Regions from separate parts of the Mus musculus genome. Here regions 1 and 3 are each linked to region 2. A link is a contact called in public HiChIP or PLAC-seq data. All regions are on one chromosome and are shown on one strand. Each heading gives the region's core, a stretch centred on a gene start, on an enhancer-like site or on the middle of the called end of the contact. The rest is flanking DNA. Distances are from core to core; before and after follow the strand shown. Region 1 has its middle 23 kb from the start of Gm38509. Region 2 has its middle 130 kb from the start of Gm35255. Region 3 has its middle 14 kb from the start of Gm38509.

Evidence for each region. HiChIP or PLAC-seq counts read pairs in DNA pulled down with a chosen protein or histone mark.
Region 1: a contact with region 2 is called in an H3K27ac HiChIP or PLAC-seq map of differentiating embryonic stem cells, with 4 times the contacts expected there. The contact joins two enhancer-like sites. A contact is called at or near these places in 8 of 484 Hi-C or Micro-C datasets (cranial neural crest, embryonic fibroblasts, embryonic stem cells and 2 more), 7 of 115 datasets of contacts at active chromatin or transcription factors (astrocytes, differentiating embryonic stem cells, embryonic stem cells and 3 more) and 1 of 9 other capture datasets (embryonic tail).
Region 3: a contact with region 2 is called in an H3K27ac HiChIP or PLAC-seq map of differentiating embryonic stem cells, with 6 times the contacts expected there. The contact joins two enhancer-like sites. A contact is called at or near these places in 1 of 484 Hi-C or Micro-C datasets (embryonic stem cells), 10 of 115 datasets of contacts at active chromatin or transcription factors (astrocytes, differentiating embryonic stem cells, embryonic basal ganglia and 3 more) and 1 of 9 other capture datasets (embryonic tail).

Annotation. Positions count from the first base shown.
Region 1 is chr3:34,794,005-34,797,135 of GRCm38.p6, reverse strand. No RefSeq gene overlaps it. Among named protein-coding and RNA genes, the nearest start is that of Gm38509, 23 kb to the right of the region's middle. Within about 2 kb of position 1,440, at least 24 of the 459 cell types and tissues checked have an H3K27ac peak or open chromatin away from gene starts, as enhancers often do. A contact at or near this core is called in differentiating embryonic stem cells, where this site is marked.
Region 2 is chr3:35,083,173-35,086,015 of GRCm38.p6, reverse strand. No RefSeq gene overlaps it. Among named protein-coding and RNA genes, the nearest start is that of Gm35255, 130 kb to the right of the region's middle. Within about 2 kb of position 1,330, at least 61 of the 459 cell types and tissues checked have an H3K27ac peak or open chromatin away from gene starts, as enhancers often do. A contact at or near this core is called in differentiating embryonic stem cells, where this site is marked.
Region 3 is chr3:34,756,234-34,759,078 of GRCm38.p6, reverse strand. No RefSeq gene overlaps it. Among named protein-coding and RNA genes, the nearest start is that of Gm38509, 14 kb to the left of the region's middle. RefSeq lists enhancers at 1-1,430, 1-2,845. Within about 2 kb of position 1,313, at least 24 of the 459 cell types and tissues checked have an H3K27ac peak or open chromatin away from gene starts, as enhancers often do. A contact at or near this core is called in differentiating embryonic stem cells, where this site is marked.

The DNA of each region.
Region 1 (3,131 bases), core at 191-2,690, 290 kb after region 2:
GCTCAGTTTCAATTGTGCCTCAAAATGCAGAGTCTCATCTTTGGGTCAAAACTGGGAAATGCGAGCCAAGTTTTCAATTAAATCTTTGAACAGCAAACCCCAGTCAGGCCACGGTGCTGATGACAGTGGGCATCTTCTGTGACAACTCCTTGGTTCCAAACGCCTGGGGGCTGACGTCTAAAGGCACAGCCATCTCCATCCCCAACCTCTCAGTCTGGACTGCTTCTTCCTCCGAAAAGCTAAGCACACAGCAAGCCTGACTCACCTTGGAGGTAACACTGGAATCTGCCTTTAGATCCAGACTAGAGGAGGGGCGCTCTGGAAGGATTTATTGGTCTAAGAACCAGAAACGGGGATGGAAAGGCTAGAAAGCGTCTGCACACAACCAAATAAGGAAACCCACCCAGATTTCATGTAAAGAAGAGCTGGACAGGACTCTGCTGTGTGGGAGTGGGACGCAAGGAGGAAGGGGGAGGAGTGTGGTGGATTTTACTCTGCGGAGAACCCCTCAGCACCGAAACCACCCCAATCCCATTTGCTTTGGTAACCACAATGCTCAGCACGCAGAAGAAAGGCTGAAAATGTTCAGTAAATTCAATTGAAATGAGAAGAAATTGGTGGCCTGAGTAGCTGAGGGTGTCTAAATATAATTAATTTGTGTGACTCTCAAAAATCATCTGAGGGTTGCTTCCAGATTTGGTTATAATTTTCATCTAGCAACAGTTTCTAAGACCAGATACAAATTTCACTGAATTCCTACCATGCACCAGCAGGCACAAAATCTTAAGATCTTAACCATGTTATCCTGCACCACCAAGGGTCAGGGAGAGACCAGGACAGAGGCTCACGGTGCCCAGCAAGCCTTGCCGTGTGCACTCTGGGACAAGAATGGCTCTGTCCTAGATCTGAATGGCAATGCAATCCATCCAATGTCCAGCTAGGGTTAAGCTACATTTCAGGCTGCAAGATGCTCTCTGGGAATAGCACGCACCCTGATGCATAGAGAACTACATTTAGTTGACTCTCAAGAAACATCAGCTATGTTAAATAAACTGAACTGCGCAGGCTGAGCTTTGTATGTCTTTAAAAACATCTCTGTGCGACGTTTCCCGGTGAGGCTGGCTGGTTGGTTTACCCTTCATGGTGGGGCTTAAACTTAGAATCCTGCATCTGCGGAGCAAATTCTCCCACTGAGCCCCAATCCGTGCTTGCTGTTTAAGTTACGAACAGCGCTCAAGTTCCATCTTGCTCTATCTCCAAGCTTTTTGGTTCAGGTGTGGTCTCCGCCAGGCAGATTAACAGCAGCACACTTTCCTTGACCTGTTCCACCTCTCTATAAACCGGTGCATGTGAAAACGACACAGAGACCAGAAACCTGATACTAAGTCCAATTCCGAGCACTTCAGCTGCTTCAGGGTCTCCAGGCTGCTTCCTATTGGTGGAGGCAAAGGGAAGGGCGTGGCGCCGGGGGATCCAGAGACAGGGCCAACAAACATCTGGGCTGCCTGCTCTCCCACGCCAAAGGATCAGGAAGTTTTAGTTGCAGAGACAATGTGGAATGCTACAGACAAAAATAATTACTTGAATCAGTACAAGTCACAGTGTCTGTGTTGGTTTAAGATGCTCTGTCGGTCACTGCACAGTCAGGGCTGTACAGTACGGCTCCCTTTGTATTTACTTCCCAAGTGAACAAATAAGTATGAGATGAGCAAATAGAGTATACAAACCCGGCGGGCGGATTTGAGGAGGTGAAGCCCTGTGAGAGTTGTAGGAAGCTAGGCTTGAGAAAGAAAAGGTGAGATGAAGGGGAAAGGAGGGGAAGGGAGGAGAGGCTGGCACGGTTGGCTTGGTCTAGCATGAGCAAGGCTCTGGTCTTAACCCCCAGTGCAAAGAGAGAGCGGGAGGCAGGAGAGAGAGAGAGAGAGAGAGAGAGAGAGAGAGAGAGAGAGAGAGAGAGAGAGAGAGAGAGAATATGCTGGTTGGAGTCTGAAGACAGCTAATTAACGTCTTCGCGATGTCCGAGGAGAGATGCAGTCTGACATTGTTTACATTTAATTTTCTATATTTCTAAATGCTGCTTGGTGAAGATATGCTTCTTTTATACTGAGGAAAAGGTTAATTTGTGTTCTACACTATGTGAAAAGAGAGCATTGAGGAAAGTCCATGGTACACCCCACTACGGTGGTAATGCTATCTTAAAGAAACCCTTTTTTTAAAGGAGGAAACATTCTAAACATGCAAATATGGTTTAAAATGTTTATTTTTAAGTATAGTGGGCCTGGGGCTGCAGTTGGAGATCAGGGAGCTAGGCTGGGGACGCAGAGGTGGATAATTTGTCTATTATATGAGGCCTTTGTGTGCATCACCAAAAAAAAAAAGATCAAGCACCCAGGGCCTATGTGTTGGCTCACAACTGTAACTCCAGCACCTGAGGCTGAGGCAAGAGGACAGATATATGAATGGTCCTAAAAACTATACCTGTGAAAAGAGCCTGGAGCCAAGAGTCAGACAGAGTGCCCACCTAGAACTGGTGATATCTTAGGTACATCTCCTGGTACCCCAGCCACCCATCAGTGGGATGACGAAAGCTGTCCGGCTTTTCTTGGGTGGTCATCAGCTGTATAAGGACACAGGAACGAGCTTTGAAAGCTTAGAGCTAACATGTGCATAGATGAAGGGGTTTGTCATCACAGCCTGGACCTGTGCATATTCATATCTATTTAAGGTCTAGTCTTACTTTCAAAACATTGTCTATCTGATAGCACTGTCCCACCCCACCCCCAAAAAACCAAGACCTCTACTGACACAAACATTAAGCTTCTGAAAACTAATGCAAGACAGAAGAAAAAGTCCTAGATATGTTGTCATGATTTTTTTTTTCAAATAAAGCACTATTCACTAGTTTTCTGTGTGATCTCCAGAGTATACGCATGTCTAGCCAGCTCTACGCAGTCAGACAGACAGTGAACATCCTCTGCGCTGCAGCCCGCCCACCACTGCTCTAGGATCTGGCAGAGCCACTTGCCGCCCTCCACGAGCTCATCCCCTGTCACATCCTCATGAATGAATGGGTCATCAGGGAAGGTGCTGGCAGGCTGGTGACCTGGAACATGCCTTCACATATGGTTGGT
Region 2 (2,843 bases), core at 81-2,580:
TAGGCCAAAGGAGGACGAAGATGGGCTCACTGCTCTCATTAATGAATGGCTGGCCGGCCATGAGAAACAAGATTATTGATTTAGTGTTAGTTATGGCCATGGCAACAAAGTGAGTATTACAGAAGATAAAATAATAGGGAGACATAAAATAGCTTTGATCCATGACCGTGGGACCTAAAGAGGGCTTCACTTACTAGAACTGGCCAGCATGACTTGTGTTGTTCTTATGTTGATCTGAATGGAGTATATGGCTCCCTCGGAGTTATGTTCTCAGTTGTACCTAGCACCTGAGCATTTGTCACTCTTCTAGATCACACAAAGCAACAGCTGTGCAGTAAAACAAGGGACTGTGAAGTAGAAGAACTCAGAGATGTGTCTCCATCCTTGTCATGGTGCCTTTAGTTTCAGTTTCCTTGATGTAAAACCAGGGAGGCAGTCACACAGAGATCAAGTAGCCTTTCCTGCTAGTTCTTGCTATGTGGTTCTGTGGTCTCCAGGAAGAGATTAGTGAGAAAAGGCCCAACCCACCCACGAGTACACTTACATGTCATGAAGATAAAAGAAGGTTCCAATGCATCTATATGTGTGCACATGAGCTTGGTATGTGGTGTGCATGGTACATATATTGTCTGTGTGTGTGTGTGTGTGTGTGCATATGTAAGATATGTATGGTGTTTGTGGTACCTATATTGTCTCTTTGCATGTGTGTTTGTGGGTCCATGTGTATGTAAACATGTAAAGTGTGCATGTTGTGTATGGTACATATAGAGTGTGTGTGTGTGTGTGTGTGTGTGTGTGTGTGTGTGTGTGTGTATGTGTGTGTGTATGTGTGGACATGTAAGATGTGTGTAGTATATATGGCATTTGCTCAATATGTGGGTGCGTATGTGTGTATAATAACATAGACACCTGGCCTTCCCACCTTGATACTGCTGAATGGTCTATGTGGTCAACAATTTAAAAACAAAGGCACGGGAAAGGTGGGGTAAAGAAACCATTATCCAATGTGCTCCTAGAAGAAACTAGAAACCCCTTCATTTACTGTTCTTTGTACATGTAAAGGTTTTAAAAGTCAAAATGGGTTCTTTTTGGACATTTTTAGCAGACCCTGCTGCTCCTGTTGCACACACCACGCTTTAAATTCTCAGCACAGATGAGCACAGCCCAGCGGAAGTTCTAATCCTCAGAAAGGAGACAAATAACAGGGGAACTCCAACGGCCCCTTAATACAGCTGAGCCCTCGGGCCTCCCCAGGACGCAGGATTCTGAGGAGTGTCCAGAGCTGGAGTTGCTATTTTGTTTGTCCCCATGAGCCCCACCTCAGCATGCCTATGCACTGATGTAAGAATTCTAAATGAGCTGCTCAGAAGGGCCCAGATTAGCCGGGTTGCTAGGCTCTGGCCATTCCAACCCCCTTTTCCACTTCAGTGGACTGAGCTTTTGACACTGTGAAAAGCAGCATTTAAAATTAATTAAAGCTTCTTATTTGGTACCAAATCTCATCACTGCTGACTACATTTGATATGTTGTATGTGTGGCGTTAAGTCCCTGTCACGTCATGTGTTGTATGATCCTTCCGTGGAGCAGCTGTGAGTTAAAAACACAGAAGCAAGGCAAATTTAGCTCTTTTCTACCATCCCTGGTATGAGAGTTAAACTGCAGAGCTGGCCTGTCTCCTGGATCATGCAAATTTTGTGAAATGGCAAAACAGTGTCCTCTGGAGTGGAAGGTGCAGGGAGCTTGTGTTCTAGGTCTGCTGTGAGGGGGCTTGTGCTCAGAGCAGGAGCAACAGAGAACTGCCTTTTCAAACTCCGATTCCCTTGTGTGTAGAGGAAGGGGCCCAACCCAGCCCCAGATTCACTTCCAGCCCAAATGGTTCATAAAGATGTCTTAGAACTACTGGCCTGGGGGCGAACCGATTCAGGGTTCTCTTGCTCCATAGTGCTGAGCAACTGTGTGACTTCAGTTCCCCATCTGTAAAACGGATCAAGTATGGCACCTCTTCATCTACCTGGGTTATTTTGCAGACAGAGAGCACTGAGAAGTTCACTGTGCAGTTGGCCGCTGTGACTTGTGCTGCTCTGGGCATGGTGGCCAGGGGCTGTTATCATGGAGCTGGGATTCTAGGTCATCAGCGGGTCCTCTACTCCTCAGCATCTGCTGGCCTCTACTCTTACAATTAAACACATTGGTCACTTAAATGAGCCAAGATTACTTTCCATTCTATTAGCTCTAAGTGAGTTATTAACTTTCTCTAAAAGTCAGACCAACGTGTCCATCTCTCCCCACCGTTTTCTCAATAAATGTCCCATGTCCTCTACCCTTCCCTGCAGTAGTTCATGGTTATTGGGACAGGGAGAGATATTTATTTAATAGTGTAGCCATGGTAAGATGCTCATGTTTCTATAACTAGCTCTTCACCATGCTCCTAATGAAACTCATTGGTACACACACACACACATTCATATGCATACACACATATGTGCACATGTACACTGTGAATGTAGAAAGGGGCTGGGAAGAGGAAGGGGATTAGCAGGATTGGGAAGGAACAAGAAAGTGTAACCAGGTGACTATGATCAAAATACACTATATATGTGTAGAAAAATATTACAATGGAAAACGTTATTATGAATTATTAATGTATGCTAAAAACTTGCCTATGTCAGTTAAATTAAACAATAGTTGTAATGATAGAAAAGTCACTTTGAGGTTCAAGCAAAGACGTGCGGGCAAGGAAAAGGAGACAAAACTACTCAATTTGTGATAAAGAGGTTATGAGTTGTGTCTTTGTCCCAACTCACTCTGAGGTGCCATCCATCTCCTGGGCCCTTAACTTTTCA
Region 3 (2,845 bases), core at 64-2,563, 330 kb after region 2:
AAACCTGTAATCCCGACTCTGGAAGCTGATTGTTTTGAGTTTGGGGCCAGCCTGGTGAGTTCCAGGACAGCCTGAGCTACAGAGAGAGAAGTGTTTGAAAACAAAACAAAACAAAATGTATCAACAACCTTAATTAACATCTTCATTTCATGGTTGGCAAAATAGCCTAGTGGGTAGTAAGTATGCTTGCCTAGGAGACAGATGATAAGAATTCTATCACCACGAACAAGGTGGTGACAAGGACCCCAGCAAGTTGTCCTCAGATCTCAAGTGTCATGGTTCACACATGTCCATCCACCCACACACATACACCACAAGTCATTTTAAAGGATTAAAAACTTGAATACAGCCGGGCGTGGTGGCACACACTTTTAATCCCAGCACTTGGGAGGCAGAGGCAGGAGGATTTCTGAGTTCCAGGCCAGCCTGGTCTACAGAGTGAGTTCCAGGACAGCCAGGGCTACACAGAGAAACCCTGTTTTGAAAAACTTTTAAAAAAAAAATCCTTGAATACATATGTGTATGCATTTTAAAGTCTTTATAAAATGTCTAAGAGATGGACATGGTGGTGCACATTTTGAATCCCAGCACTTAGGAGGCAGAAGCAGACAGATTTTTGTGAGTTTGGAGCCAGCTGGGTTTACTGGTTTACAAAGTGAGTTCTAGAACAGACTGTTACAGAGACACAAAACTTCCCTCCACTAAAAAAAAAAAAAAAAAAAAAAAAAACCACCTTTAGCCAGGTGGTCATGGCACAGGCCTTTGATCCCAGCACTTGGAGGGCAGAGGCAGACGGATCTCTATGAGTTCCCGGCCAACCTGGTCTATAGAACAAGTTCTAGGACAGCTAAGAAACCCTGTCTCAAAATAAACAAAAAAGAAAAAACAAAAATCTAAATCTGCCGGTATTAAAGTCTCCTTCACAAGACCTCCAACCTTCTGGGTGGTGAAACCTTGGCAAGGGGTGGGTAGTTAGCATAATGGGGCTAAATAAATAACAATGACAGTACTTGCCCTTAGCAGAGTCCTGGGACTATGCTAAACAACTTCCTGGGTAACAGCCGGGAGGGAGGTGTCATTTGAGTCCCTTCTTCTGGGAAAATAACTTACTCAAGGTCAGACGTGCGGGGCTTGGACTCCCTCCCGGCTCGGTTGCCAGTCATCCTGGCTCGGACTCAGTCTTACGCCTCTTCCTGACTGCACCTCCGAACCCAGGTTTTCGTTGGTGGAGACAGGCCTGGAGACAACCCTTTGCAGCGACTTCTCCTGAGCTCACAAGGCAAACTTAAAATGGAGAAACTCTTAGTCATTTTGTTTTGTGAGAAGCGGAGACTCTGAGCTGGCCCTGAGCAGGAACTTCCCCAGGCACCAGGTGACTTTATAGCTGGACACAAGGAAATTATCTCACTGCCTTTGGCAAGCTGATGATTTATAGAGGAAGACAAAAACATGTACGTTGGGTGGGTATGGGGGACTTTTGGTATAGCATTGGAAATGTAAATGAGCTAAATACCTAATAAAAAATGAAAAAAAAATGTACGTTTAAACTCAAAATCATGATGTCATGATGATGAAGTGCTGGGGGAGCAGAGACAGGGCCATTGCCAGGGTAGCCTGTGCTACAGAATAAGACCCGGTCTCAAAAGAGAGCGCCGAGGGTGGGGGAACTTCCCTACGCCATCATCCCCCCCACACCCCTCCCCCAAAGAGGGGGAAAAGGCAAAAAAGCAGTAAATAAGAGATAGTCTAGTGGTACCGCCTGTCATCCCAGCTACTCAGGAAGCTAAGGCAGTTACCTGATGAGTGTAAGGCCTGCCTGGGCTACATGGGTTCAAAGCTAACCCTGGGCAACTTACTGAAACTCTTTCAAAAGATAAAAAAGAGAACTGGCCATATAGACGGAGGGGCACTTGCCTAGCAAGTGAGGGGTCCCAGGGTCAGTACCCTGAAACATATACGTATACATACATACATACATACATACATACATGTAATATACATACTTACATACATACCACCAAAAAAAAGGCAGAATCTGACAAATGAAGGTCACCCCTCAGAAACAAACAGATAAGCAACCACAGAGAGGAGCCTGCCTGAGTGCCCACCCCCCACGCCAGTGTAGCCCCAGGCCACAGCCCTCTCCCTGCGTGGGGGAGTACTAATTGGAGGTAATCAAGACTTTTATTGCTTCTCCGATGGAAATCTGCATCCTCTTTCACATTGATTTTTTTTTTCCGGGGAACTAGAAAACTCTAGTTAAAAGTATTCGCTTTGGACTGGGGTCTTAGAATGGCTCTGTTCTCCCCAGGAGGTCCAGGGTCCAGCCCCTGAACCGTTTGCACCCAGCCTTCCTGCCTGGCTGACACCTCACCTGCGGGCAGGCAGGAAAGCTCTTTGTTTGTTTGTTTTGACACAATGTGTTCCAGGCCTGCCTCAAACTCAAAGTGGTTGGGGGGTGGGGGGGTGGATAAGAGGGTCATTTCAAGGTCACCTTTGACTACATTACAAGTTTGTGGAGCACTTGCATTCAAAAGAGGGGGGAAATGTAGATAATAATAAGAATAACTAATTCCTCCTACCTTCACCCTCTAAAGGTAACAGTTATCTTTGTGGTTCTGAGCCTCCAGAGACTTGGGACGAACTTCACACCCCGGGTGTGTGGGCTCTATGCTTTCTCCTGAAATGTGGTTCATGGTTAGCTTGGGTTTGGGGTTGCTACTTTGAAGAAATAAAGCAGGCTGGGTATGGTAGCACAGGCCTTTAAACCCAACATTCCAAAGGCTGAGGCAGACAGATGCATCTCTGGGAGGAGGCGGCCAGCCTGGTAACACAGTGAAATAAA